Linked DNA regions of Mus musculus: region 1 is linked to region 2. The links are chromatin contacts, called in public Hi-C maps. All regions are on one chromosome and are shown on one strand. The core of a region is the stretch at or near the end of the contact, and the rest is flanking DNA. Distances in the headings are between cores, read along the strand shown.

Region 1 (7,234 bases), core at 675-3,174, 290 kb after region 2:
TCACTGTTTCCAGTATTCTGTGGCACCCAACTGAGTTTTATGATGATTTTTTTTTATGATGTTAATCTTTTGGAACTTTTTTTTGTTGTTGTTTTTTTGAGACAGGGTTTCTCTGTATAGCCCTGGCTGTCTTGGAACTCACTTTGTAGACCAGGCTGGCCTCGAACTCAGAAATCCGCCTGCCTCTGCCACCCGAGTGCTGGGATTAAAGGCGTGTGCCACCAGTGCCCAGCCATTTTGGAACATTTAAAAAAATTTTTTTATTTATTTTCTGTACATGAGTACACAGTAGCTGTCTTCAGACACACCAGAAGAGGGCATCAGATCCCATTACAGATGGTTGTGAGCCACCATGTGGTTGCTGGGAATTGAACTCAGGCCCTCTGGAAGAGCAGTGAGTGTTCTTAACCGCTGAGCCATCTCTCCAGCCCCCTTTTGAAACATTTTTTTTAAAGATTTATTTATTTATTATGTAAGTACACTGTAGCTGTCTTCAGACACTCCAGAAGAGGGTGACCCCTCTCCTCTTCTGGATCTCGTTATGGATGGTTGTGAGCCACCATGTGGTTGCTGGGATTTGAACTCAGGACCTTCGGAAGAGCAGTCAGTGCTCTTAACCGCTGAGCCATCTCTCCAGCCCCTTTTGAAACATTTTAACATTTATTTTACAGCATTTATGTAGCAATAATTTAAAAACTTTTCAAGAATAGACTCCCATTTGGAATTTTCAAGCTCATTCATCATTGTCTGCATCTTGTTACGCTAGGAAAATGACTGACAGGTGGAAATGCACAAATGCTGACTGTGTATGTGTAGCTCAGCATGCGATGTGCAACCCTGAAGAATGAACGAACGAACGAACGAACGAACAAACGAACGAACGGCCTACTTAAACTACCTTTCCCGCTCTCCCACGGTCAGGCGATGCAGTTATGAGGTAATTGAGTAGGACTCAGAGAGCTATGCCTCCTTGTTTCCTACCTTTCCCGCTCTCCCACGGTCAGGCGATGCAGTTATGAGGTAATTGAGTAGGACTCAGAGAGCTATGCCTCCTTGTTTCCTACCTTTCCCGCTCTCCCACGGTCAGGCGATGCAGTTATGAGGTAATTGAGTAGGACTCAGAGAGCTATGCCTCCTTGTTTCCTACCTTTCCCGCTCTCGCACGGTCAGGCGATGCAGTTATGAGGTAATTGAGTAGGACTCAGAGAGCTATGCCTCCTTGTTTCTAGTTTTGCTGACCTCTGGGACTTTCTTTTTAGGTCAGTTCCTTTAGGGTCACAGGGCAGAGGTCATCTCCATCAGAAAGGGGCTTAGGAACAGAGCACACTTACTTTATCCTTTTACCATGTTTGTCTAACCGGAAGTTCCTGGAGTCAAGTGATCCCTCAGCCTCTGGTCTCCTGAGTAACTGAGACTGAAGTTGTGTGTCACAGTCTCTTAAGTAGCGCATTCATTCCCTTCCCCTCGCTGCCCTCCCCTCCCTTTCTGTCCCCTCCCCTTCCCTCTTCTTTCTTTGTTGATTTTTGAGATAGACTGTCTTTATAGTCTAGGATGGCCTTGAACTTTGCCAGCCCATCCTAGGCATTCCCGTTCATGTTCCACAGATGTACCCTCACTCTCACCATTCTGTGCTATGGTTGCTGATTTTAAGCCACAAAACCTTTGTCCCTTGTTTTTTCTCATTAACCATTTTTTTTTAAATGGCATTATTTTTCCAACGAACTCCTTTTAAGTTGGAGGGGTCAGAATTCTCCCTTTATAGCTGTATTGATATTTCTGCTTTTTCTCAAAATAGCTTGTGTTACATCAGCCCTTCTGCCTGAATTCCACACCTTGAGAGAGGAATGTGCGCATTCAGTGCTGTGCCTGTCCCCACCCAGGTTACGCCCTACCCTGTCTTTGTCCCAGCTCCACTTTCTTGGTAACTTTTCCTGCTCACTTGCTGTCTGTTTAAATGTCAGAACACTTTCCCTGTGACTCAGTACATATTTATATTCCAGTCTCTTTTTCTGTTTGAGACGTCTTCATGCTCTTCATGGCTTTTGATTTGACTTGCTAGAAAATAGTTATCCTTTGCCCACATCATGAGTTTTCAGGATTATAAAACTCTTTGACCTTTAAACTATGACTAACAATCTGCTGCAATCATTGCTGGTAGGTGAGAAGATGCAGACTAAACTGTGAGTGAGCTACAAGATCAGAGTGCTGACTCTCTGGCCTGAATCTTCACCATTCTCATCGAGAGAGTAGCTCTCGTTGCCAAGGCCGTGGATCTTAATTTACTTGGTATTGTGTTGTATTCTAGCATGTTCTAGGACAAGAATATCCTCCTTCCTTCCTCTCTCTCTCTCTCTTTCTCTCTCTCTCTCTTTCTTTCCTTTCTTGAAGGTTTCTCTGTATAACCAGGTTGGCCTCGAACTCAGAGATCCAACCAGCCTGTGGTCCCCACAAGTGCTGGGATTAAAGGTGTGCAGCACCACTGCCCAGCTAAATATAGTGTTTTATGGAGTCATCAAATATACATGCTTAACTGTATAAAAAAAGCAGTTATAATTTCTTAACCCAATACAGAATAAGTAATACCCTTTAATTTGTTGAGTTTTTCTCCTGCTTCCCCCATATCTCTGTATCTATCATCTATTTTTATCTATCTATCTATCTATCTATCTATCTATCTATCTATCTATCTATCTATCCATCTCTCTATCATCTATGTATCTATCATCTATCTGTCTTATCTATTTTTAATCTATCATCTATGTATCTATCACCTATGTATCTATATATCTATGTATTTATGTATCTATGTATGTATGTATCTATCATCTATCTTATCTATTTATAATCTATCATCTAAATATCTATCATCTATGTATCTATCATCTATCACCTATCTATGTATCTATGCATCTGTGTATCTATCTATCCATCTATATCTATATATCATCTATCAAACATCTATTTATCTAATATCTATCTATCTATCTATCTATCTACCTATCTATTGCTTTATCTATCTAACATCTATCTATCTATCTATCAATTAACCATCTGTGTCTGTATCATCTCTATATATCTATAGACAAGAAGGTTTCAGTTTTCTGCTGTATCCCTCTGTCGATATCAATTAGTGAGTGCTTCTGTAGAAGGTGATTTGAAGACTTGGAACTACAAATCAGTCTGATAATTGGGTTCTATCTTTTCTATTTTGAGCCACAGTGTTCTGAGTATTTTGACACAGGAGCTTTTATACTTGAAATAATATAAAAGCAAGAGAATATTCTCTTTCATCTGCATTTCTGAGACTTAAGCTACATTTTTTCCCTTTTCTTTCCTTCAGTGTCTACTGTGTGCAGGTAACACAGGAGTGATGCAGAAGAGGCTGCCCCTCCGTAGTCCTTAAGAGAAACATCTGCTCCCTTGGTGAATGGGCATGCTGGTAGCAGCTTGGGAGATAAATCAATCTGGCCCAGTGGTTTAACTTTTCCTAAGTGAGCTTCCACCTAAGAGAAGGAACTGTACAGATGCAGGGAGGAGAAAGCTGTGTGGCTGGGCCCTGCCACCGGCCCTGTCAACATCCTCAGAGGCCAGACGGAAAGAGGGGCTCATCAGGCTCAGAGACATCAGATGGAATACCCCATAGAGCTTGCTTGCTCTGTCACTGTCTCTGTCTCTGTCCCTCTGTCTGTCTTTTTCTTTCTCTCTCTGTATGCATGCGTAAAGTAAAACTACATACATAAAACCAAAATGTACATGTGCATATGAAGCAAGATAAAATGCATATCATTTTACATCTGCTTATTGTATGTTGATGAAGGTTGATGAAGTCTTTTCACAAAACGGCCTCGGAGCCGTGTCTTCCCCACGCCCCTTGACCAGCTCGAAGCTTTCGATGCTTCCTTGCACCGTAGCGCAATGTCAGCCTCCGTCTCCAGGTTGTCTCAGAATTCTCTGGCAAACTTCTGCCAGCTTCAGAGTATAACTGAGACCTTCCCTTCCTGCTGAAGCCTCCTCCCCTTGTATTATAGCATTTGGGGCACCCAGTTATTCTTGATGTCAGCCATGCCTCCGTCTGCTGGAACTGGGGTGGTTTTTACATCGCTAACATCTGGCGTGAATCTCTTCTTCTGGGAGGTTGTAATAAATGCTTGGATGACTGAAGGAATAAGTGAATGAAAAAAAAATCCCGCCTCGTGTTCAACGCCTGCTTGGGTCCTTCCATCCCACCTCATGTTTGAAGCGTGCTGGGTCCTTCCGGCCCATCTTTTCTTTTGTGCTATTTAATCTTTTTTCTTGTCACACATTTTCCTGTCCCCCTCCAGTAGATGTTAGAGTTCAGGAAATCTGCGTTTGAAGATTTAAAATATAGTGCTTTGAACTCCTTAGAGGAAAAGCTATGAATAAATAATTAGACTCATTTCACATCAAAATCTAAAGTGTGGAAAAAAAAGTTCGTATCATTTGGTGCTTTATTCACGTGTATGGTAATCTGATGGCACATCCATTGTTAACACAGAGCTACACTGAAATATTTTACTCTCGGGGCTTTTCATGTGACAGAAGACGGCTTTTTTGAAAATGAAAAAGCTCCTGTCCCTGGCATGCCAAGTTGAAATTTGTTAGTTTTGAAAAGCGTGGATAAATATAACTGTGTTTTCCTCGGACAGTACTTGAGAAGTTCCCGCCTGCATCAGTGTTGCACATGAGCGCATACGACAGTCCTGCCGACTTTGGGGGGGTGTAAATCAGGGGTGTTGCCGAGGAGCTGCTTAGCGTTTTCCTGAGGGTGAAGTGCTTAGGTTTGGAATTTAATTGCAGGTTTTACGTTTAAGCTGTTCAGTATTATTCTCATAAAGGTTCTATACATTTCGTGCTCTGTAGTTTCACAGGCTTAGTCACCACAGTTGAAAGACATCATCTTCATAATGAAGCCAGAAATGAAAAAAGGTTGATCACGCACGGTGGCTGGCTGGGACGCTGAACAATAGCGTATGACTTCTTCATGTCTATTAAGTTAGACTGTGGGGTGTGTTTATCTTCCTGCAATGATACCGAACTGTAACAAGAAAATGTAACGCTGTGCAGCTCTGCCAGGGGGTGTGCGTCTGTTCTCACTTGGTGTGGATGGTAGGGGCTCTGTACGCTGCCTACTGGGCTCAGTCTAAAGTCATAGAACTGGGCGTGATATTGAAACAAGATACGTAAATAAAAAGTGCAAAGGCTTTCAAGTACCCTCTAAAACTTGTGTTGTTATCTGTCTTCACGGGGCCTGTGTTAGCTCAGGAAGTGTGATGCGCGAGAAAATGCCACTTATAGCTTCTTGGAAGTAAATAAGTGATATGGTCTGGTGGCAGAGCTAAAGGATAGTATGATGCATAGGTGATAGATTTACTCAGCACTTCTGTACACTTCATATGGTTCCGTTCAGTTCTTTGACTGTTAGTGAAATGCTGACTGTGTTCCCAGTGCTCCATCAGATACTGGCAGAGATTTCTAAAGGAGTATGAGATCAAGTCCAGCCCTGAAGAACTTGGCATTCTGGTAGAGACAGAAATGATTCCTTTGAACTGTTAGATGTGTGAGTGACAGTACTGTAAGCTGTCAAGATCGTTTAAACATTGATTCTGTTATTATATGTATCATTCCCGACATGTCACATGAGCACATGATAGGCATACCCTTTATGTCCTTAAGTCACTGCTAGAAACTGACAATTCAAGACCAAGAGTAAAGGCAAGAAGGAGCCTTCTGATGCTTCCCACGCTGCTCTCAACGGGCACCCTTTGTCTGTTCGTGAACAGTGCTTCATTTTCTAGATATGTATCAACCAGCTTGTGATCTGTCACCCCGAGTTATCACGATGTTATCATTCATGTTTCTTATATACTTGCTTCCTTTTTCTAAAATATCAAGAAAGTATTTCCATATGCCTGTTTCTTTTTTCTCTACTTGTCAGGATTTTTCAGTGTGATTACTGACAGGAGACCATAGATACATGTCAAATTTAGCTGGCATGGAGGAATACAAATTGCCCTATTCAAACCCCCTTAGAGCAACTACTAGATCATAGGTTGTTTCCTTATTTACTGTGGGCTACATGCTCTCTGTATTGTTTAACTTTCTCTTCTTGACTGAAGACCTCTTTTCTTTCTGGGGAAAATTGAATTGAAATAGAAATGGTGTACTCACATAGCTAACAGCCACTTCCTAATGTTTTTTCCTAAATAGAAGAACCAGAACTCAAGGTTTATTTACAGCAAGAAAACATTCTCCAGACTCTTGTAGCTCTAGATGCCCTTGTTGACACATTTTGATCAATTAGTTACTAGGGAAAGTCTCTAGATACAGTCTATCAGTTATCTGATGATGTGTGATAAAATATCACAAACCTAATGTCTTAAAACAATAAGCATGTATCATTCCACACAATTTTGAATTACTAACTCATACATACTGTGTTGTGCAGTTTTGGGGCTTTGGCTTTCTAATGGGCTCACAGTCAAGATATTAGGAGACCTTGTAGTTATCTTAAAGACTCACGAGGAGAATCTTTAAACATGACCTGCTATTGTCTCCCTTAAATAAGTTTCATAATACTAATGGTAATGGTTTCCCCAGGCAGGCGCAGGTGTTGTATGCAAAGCACTATTACATGGCTTTGGCTACTGTGAACTTCAAGATGCAGAATAGAATTAGTTTATGTTGATAGCATCATTCATTGGTTTCTCCAATTAAAAAAAAATGTTGGCCTGGGCAATGGTGGCACACGCCTTTAATCCCAGCACCTGGGAGGCAGAGGCAGGTGGATTTCTGAGTTCAAGGCCAGCCTGGTCTACAGAGTGAGTTTCAGGACAGCCAGGGCTTCACAGAGAAACCCTGTCTCAAAACAAACAAAAAGTGTTGGAATAATTTGAATTCTCCATCACTCTTACAACATGCTTTCTTTTATAAAACTATAAAACTTTTGTGATTACCCCCTATCTTAGTTAGGCTTTAATTGCTGTGAAGAGGCACCATGACCAAGGCAACTCTTTTAAATATGTTTTTTAAATATTTATTTATTTATTTATTATATGTAAGCACATTGTAGCTGTCTTCAGACACTCCAAAAGAGAACATCAGATTTCGTTATGGATGGTTGTGAGCCACCACGTGTTTGCTGGGATTTGAACTCAGGACCTATGGAAGAGCAGTCGGCGCTCTTAACTGCTGAGCCATCTAACCAGTCCCCCCC
Region 2 (6,529 bases), core at 356-2,855:
TGTGTCCCATTGTAATAAGCCTCTGAGGTCAGGGGCACAGGTTAGATGCCGACAAATCTGCGTCTGTGAATCCACGAATACAGCGATGTAAGGATGCTATCACTCAAACCATTCACGCCTGGAAGGAAATCGGTTTACACCGTGGGGATTAAAGTTGCTTCTTTGGGGTGCCGGGGAAGGAACTTGGGGACCAGAGCATGCCACGCCCATGGTCTGCCACAACTGACATTGCCAGTGCAATTTGTTTCACTCTGGAAGAGGGGCTTACCATGTTGCTCAGGCTAGCCTAAGTGGTCAGATTGTGCTATCCTGCCTGGCTTAAAGTTCTTCTTTGAAAAAAATGAAAGTTAAAAAAAAAAAAAAAGAAACTAAGAAAGAAAAGAAAGTAAAAGAGCTGAGTGTGGTCACTGGGGCCTGCAATTCCAATCCTCAGTAGAGAGACTGAGATAGGTGTTCAAGGCCAACCTGGGTTACATAATGATTTCCAGGTTAGACCAGGCCAACAGAGTAAAACTGTCTCAAAAACAAAAGGAAGGCTGGAAAGAAGGAAGGAAGGGGGAGAGGGAAGCAAGTATAAAGGCTTTCATAATGCTATGTTTACTATTTTAACAACACACACAGTTATCTGCAATCCCTTCCTCCCTCTCTGCAGAACTACGCACAGCCATACTTGGCCATGGAACTTCACAGGGCTTCGTCAATAGGAGACTGTGTGTATCTCCCCCGCCCCACACATTAGATGATCTGAGGCTAAGAGCATCTTCTGATTTTGCCTGGGTTGACCTGGGCCTTGAACACTGAACCCTCAGAGATAGGACAAACTTTCTTTCTGGCTCCTTTGCAAGAACGGAACCACGCAGAGTCAGCCTGTGTGGGACCTTGAGCTTGGAGTCCTGCTTGCCTGGTCAGGGCATGGCAGACTTTCATGCCCACTAGCAAGGAAAGCATAGATGTTGTCCTCAGCCGCTGAGATTCTGAGGTGGTTGGTAAACATTCCGAGCAAATGGACTCATCTGAAAGTAAGCCAGTCTTGCTTTTGTTTTTATTACGTTAAAATTCACCCTTCATCTTCTTTTCGTGGACGGTCTTCTAAGGGAAATAGTGACGAGTTTCTGACCTTTTCTCAACCCCAGCACATTTCTGGGGCATCTCCCAGCATGCCGGTTGTGTAATGCAGAAAGCTGGGCAGCCTCTCTCTCACATTAGCCTGACAAGAAAATAAATTAGAACCATGATACTCCCTCCCACGCCAAAGTCCCAAGGAAGCCTGAAGCTGCACGGAAAATCAGGTGGCCTTTGTCATGAGCCAAGCCAGACCGCTAGCTCCATGTAGAGCCTGATTATTTATTTATTTATTTATTTATTTATTTATTTATTTATTTATTTATTTATTTATTTATTTTATCAAGATTGTCCCTCTATGAAGACCCTGTTCCCACACACATTTTAGTCCAAACGTTTTTATTTTTTAAACTAGCAAACAATTCGTGTGGCATTGACCACACTGCCCTCCAGGTGGCAGTAGAGAACCGCTGCCTGCCCAGCACACTGACGTCATCTTGTTTACCCGGTTCCGGGTCATTTTTAGATCTAAGATCACAGGATGTTAATCAGGCCAATGATTTCCCATTCGTTTGGCCGAAGGCCCTTCACATAGGCATTGGGACAAATATGGTGTCCTTTTTGATAAAGAAACTTTGCGGCGGGAAGTACTTAGTTGCAAACATTTGTAATTTCATTTTTAGAAGATGGAGAAAATTGTACATGGGTCTGTGCTGTGGCCATTTGTGGTTATTTTCATTTTGGAGCCGAAATGTGAGTGACCTTAACTGAAGAGAGATGAAAAACTACATATTACAGTGGCGACCCTTCTCAGAGGCTCAGGCATCTTTTTGCTTGTCTTCCCTTTATTTATATATTATTCAGCAAGAAAGCATTTAGGTTTTTAAATTTGGAGGGAAAAGGAAAGGAGCTAATTTAGTCTAGCTGTGTCTGATTCCCTAGGAGACACCCTGGAGTTTGGGTGTCAGGAGGCCCTTGCTGGCCACACCCAGGAGCCTCCACCCATCCTTTACCTTCAGTGAGTTTGTCTGTGACTGTTAAAGAAGCAAAAGAAACAAATCTCTCAAATGCTGGGCACTGTGTACCGACCTGTAATCCCAGCCACGCCGGAGGCTAAAGCCAGATCGGAAAATCAAAGTTTATATGGGCAAAAAAGAGAGTTCAAAACTGGCCTGCTCAACTTAGCAAGACTGTCTCAAAATGAAAAGTTTAAAAAATGAGGCAGAGACAGGAGGTGTCGGGGCACACCTTTAATCCTTGCAGAGGCAGGCCAATCTCTGTGAGTCTGAGGTTAGCATTGAGCATTGTCCACAGAATGAGTAGGGGGTTGGTGGGGCGGGAGGTGGAAATGGGATATAGTTCTAAGCCTGGGGTCCTAGGTTCAGTCCTTTATGTAGAAACAATAATAATAGTCAAACATGGTAGTGCATACCTGAAATTCCAGCGTCCTGAGTTGGAGGCTGAAGATTCAGAAGTCAAGGTCAATTTCTATTATATAGTGAGTTACAGATCAGCCTGGGCTAGATGAGACCCTGTCTTAAAACAGTAATAGCCATTAGTATTTAAAACGTAAATACGAATTCCTCAGCTGTGCAATCCTTTGCAAGAGTGCAGAAGCCGCTTAATCTGAAAAGAGAAAGCTCTGGGGTGTTAAAAATAACGAGCCTTTGGGTTTTTAAAAAGTTCCCGTCCCTCCTCTGCTTCGTCCTTTGACAAGCTGCTGCTATGACCACACAAAACCACCTCCCAGAGAGTCCAAAGTCCCTGCCTGGCGCAGTCTGCAGTCCACTGGAGTGATCACACCACCCTGAAGGGATGATGGGTGGCTTTCCTGCAGGCCGGAAGAGAAGGGATACGCAATTCAGTTGCCACGCCCATTTATTGAGCTCCGAATCTGACTCAACTCTTTGGCCCACAGTACAGCTTGTAAAAAGAGGAGAGATCCAGTTCCTGCCACCTTGGAACTTTGAGCCTATAAGGATTTATAGACGTGGAGTATTTTTTTGCTCCTTCCCCCCCCCCCCCTTCATGCATAAAACGAATGAGGGGTTGAGAGACCCAGCACAACAGAAGGGTGGACTGTGGGGCTTGGAAAACCGTTCACCTCCATTTTGCTTTTGTGTCTGCCTCCAAGTGATTAGGAGTTAGGGTTAGGGTTTGAACCAGGCAGAGACACACTCAGGCGGGTCTCTGTGAGTTCGAGGCCAGCCTGGTCTACAGGGCAGAGTTCCAGAACAACCAGGACCACAAAGAGAAACCAGTCTCAGAAAACAACAACAAACCAACTGACCGATCAACCAACCAACCAAACGGTGGTTTGGGGACCGGCCCTGGGAACAACAGAGCCCTATCGGTTCTCTGGAGGGTTCTCTGGAGCGTCAAGGGAAGTTGAGAGAAGAGAGGCGCTTCTTGCTCGAGCTGGTCAGCAAGGGCCACTGACTCTGCCAGAAATGCTAAGAGCCTGGGGCAGCTTCTGCACATTCTAGGTGTGGGTTCAAAGCAGCATTTAGACTCCGTTGGAGTTTCTACTTCTCTGACTAGCAAGAAGGGGAGGCATGGGTCCCCTTCCCACCAGTGAGCATCACTTTCTCTAAGGCTTGCTGGCAAGAGTCTGGCTTCGACTCAGGCTCCTCCTAAGCACTGGGAAGGGCAAATGGAGAGAGCGTCAACCGTGAAAACTTTTTTTATGGGTACTTGACATTTAAAAATGCGTTTGAAAAAAATGTTTTGTTGGCACTCTGTGGCAGAGTATATAGGCTTAGCTAGTGCAAGGCCCTGACTTTGAAAGGAAAGCTTTTTAATTGTTAATAACAGATGAACACAAATAACAACATGAGCCAAATGTTCAGCGTCATAAAGCACACAGCAGTCACTCTAGTAATGTGGTTTGCAGTCATAAGGAATGTCTGCCATCATGAGCAACGTCCACAGCACAGCAAGAACTTTTAAAGCCATGGGACAGTTACAGTCTCCAATGATAAGTGGGAATTCTTGACCAGTTTTGAGGCAAAAGACCTTTAGCCACCAGGCAAGCAATATTTGTTGAGCACATATGGTTGTGTGTAGAGAGTATAGGGCCCTAGCCCCAAACATTTACCTGAAAGAGACAGAAAGGAAGGAAGAAAAGAAAGGACATAGCATTTTTCAGTACCATATGCTCTGTGTTTTTACTGTAAGATAAAAATCCAGCAGGCTGGAGAGATGGCTCAGCAGTTAAAAGCACTAGTTGCTGTTGCAAGAGACCCAGGTTCAGTTCCCAGTAGCCACATGGAGTGGCGAGGTTAATTAATTTCTCCAGAATAGCATAGCACCTAAGAGACAGGCTCTTGAGTCCAGGTTGTCAGGTATGATTGGCATATGACAGCTGCAGTCCCAGCACTTGTTACGTGGAGGCAGGGGGACCAAGAGATCAAGAATATCTTCAGCTGTATTGTGAATATGGTGCAAGCTACAAGAGTTACAAACAAATGTGCTCAGGAGGGAATCCTGGGTAAACAGAAAAGGTCACACGCAGAACTGAGGTGTCACAGCCTAAGGCTGCCTCTGTGGCTTGTGGTCACAGCTGCTGTGAGGTGGCCCTAGACATGCAGGACACACTCTGTAGGTTGTGATGACCGCATCTCCCCTCTCTCCTGCAGGCCTGGGGTGGTCAAGTAGCTGTAGTTTCCCCACATCCTGCCCACACCTTTGTAAATGGCCTCTTTATACAACTCTCTTCAAATTACCCAATTTGAGTGTCCCATCTGTTTCCTGCCCAGCTCTGGCTTAGTATAAATAGCAAAGAAGGAGTTTAGAGGCATTCCTTGTGGGAACGGGGCTAGTCACAGGTGGATCAAGGTGACCTCTCATTTGAAGGACTTTGGGACAGTTGCTGCATATGTGAGTCACTGCAGAATGAGGCTATCCCCTAAACTTGGCGTGTCTTAGACCAAGACAAGCCACTAGTGCAACAGTTCTCAACATAGGGGGGTCTCGAACTCTTTGGGGGTGGGGATCAAATGACCCTTTCCCAGGGGTCCTCTAAAACCATCAGAAAACATAGATATCTACATTAAGGTTCATAACAGTAGCAAAAGTACAGTTATGGAGTAGCAGCAAAGGTAACGTTACGGTTAGGATGAGGGGGTCATCACAACATGAAGAATTGTGTTAAAGGGTCACAGCATTAGGAAGGCTGAGAACCTACGCTGGCGAGTCTACCCGTTAACAGAGCTTTTGCCTCTTTCAAGCAGATTTATATGAAGGAAGCAGAACGTGCAGAGATGAAAGGGGTGGGCTCTACAATTTTGCCACCTGCATCCAAGCCCCAATTCTTCCACTTCCCAGCACTCAGAAGGACTAATTGTATGGGCTGTGTGGGCCTGGACAGTTACTTAGCCTCTGGCAAATATTTTCTTGTTTGTGTCTCCTTCTAGGGAGAGATAATGCAGTCTCTAGCTTGTATTAAGGGCTCTAATGTTAAGGGAGATCTGACATAAACATTTTAGCCCTTGAAGGTGAAGAGGTAGATGAATCACGCATAGCCAGGGAGCTTTGGAAAGTCAGACAGTGTGTGCTGGGGCAGATTGTCACCGCTTGCTGGTCCAGGAGAGAAAGGCTGAAAGCACGGGAGGAAAGGGGTCTAACGAGACCTCTTGTCTTCATCTTGAACTAGACAGCTCTTTGAGGGAACATAGGTCTTAGTTTGGCTTTTATTGCTGTGAAGAGACACCATGACAACAGCAACTCTCATACAGGACAACATGTATTTGGGGCTGGTTTACAGTTTCAGAGGTTTATTCCATTAGCATCATGGTGGGAAGTATGGCATCTTCCAGGCTAACATGGCACTGGAGGACCCAAGAACTCTACATCTTTGATCCAAAAGTCACGAGGAAAACTGTGTGCCACACTGGGCATAGATTAAGCGTAGGAGACTTCAAAGCCCACCAGCACAGTGACACACTTCCTCTATCAAGGCCACATCTTCTCTAATAAGACCATTCGTTCTAATAGTGCCATTCCCTATGGCCAAGCATTCAAACACATGAATCTATGGGGGCCAAACCTAATCAAACCACCACACATAGAATAGATGTCTGACAGAGGAATAGAACAAATATAGCTGTGTTGGAGCTCACAGTAAAGACGGGGCTGTAACTCCATGGTAAAACACTCACCTCACAAGTAGTGGCCTTACTCATAATCCCCAACACTAAACTACTAAGCAAGTAAGTAAACACACATGAAACAAACAAACAAAAGACAACAGTAACTTTCTCTGATTCCCTCCCAAAGGCTCCCCCTGCACGTGTCATGTCTCTTGGATTGCTTCCCTAAATCTCCATGGGAATATTCTCATCGGTATCAAAGATGCCAGAGAATTAAAATTTTCCTTTCATTGTCTGTTGGGAGCCGCGCCCACATTCGCCGTTACAAGATGGCGCTGACAGCTGTGTTCTAAGTGGTAAACAAATAATCTGCGCAT

The links. Hi-C and Micro-C count contacts between places; a contact is called where the count stands out from the background.
Region 1: a Hi-C map of pancreatic cancer cells shows a contact between it and region 2, with 2.6 times the contacts expected there. The contact joins two enhancer-like sites. A contact is called at or near these places in 1 of 15 datasets of contacts at CTCF or cohesin (the NIH/3T3 cell line), 1 of 484 Hi-C or Micro-C datasets (pancreatic cancer cells), 5 of 115 datasets of contacts at active chromatin or transcription factors (embryonic basal ganglia and embryonic stem cells) and 1 of 9 other capture datasets (embryonic stem cells).

Annotation. Positions count from the first base shown.
Region 1 is chr17:85,161,272-85,168,505 of GRCm38.p6, forward strand. The region is part of intron 3 of Camkmt (calmodulin-lysine N-methyltransferase); the gene reads left to right. It overlaps Gm36826 (a long non-coding RNA gene), which reads left to right. Exons shown (of 3, transcript XR_877067.3): 3 at 767-2,690. Among named protein-coding and RNA genes, the nearest start is that of Gm36826, 6.8 kb to the left of the region's middle. Within about 2 kb of position 1,925, at least 39 of the 459 cell types and tissues checked have an H3K27ac peak or open chromatin away from gene starts, as enhancers often do. A contact at or near this core is called in pancreatic cancer cells, where this site is marked.
Region 2 is chr17:84,876,481-84,883,009 of GRCm38.p6, forward strand. No RefSeq gene overlaps it. Among named protein-coding and RNA genes, the nearest start is that of Gm46582, 63 kb to the left of the region's middle. Within about 2 kb of position 1,606, at least 146 of the 459 cell types and tissues checked have an H3K27ac peak or open chromatin away from gene starts, as enhancers often do. A contact at or near this core is called in pancreatic cancer cells, where this site is marked.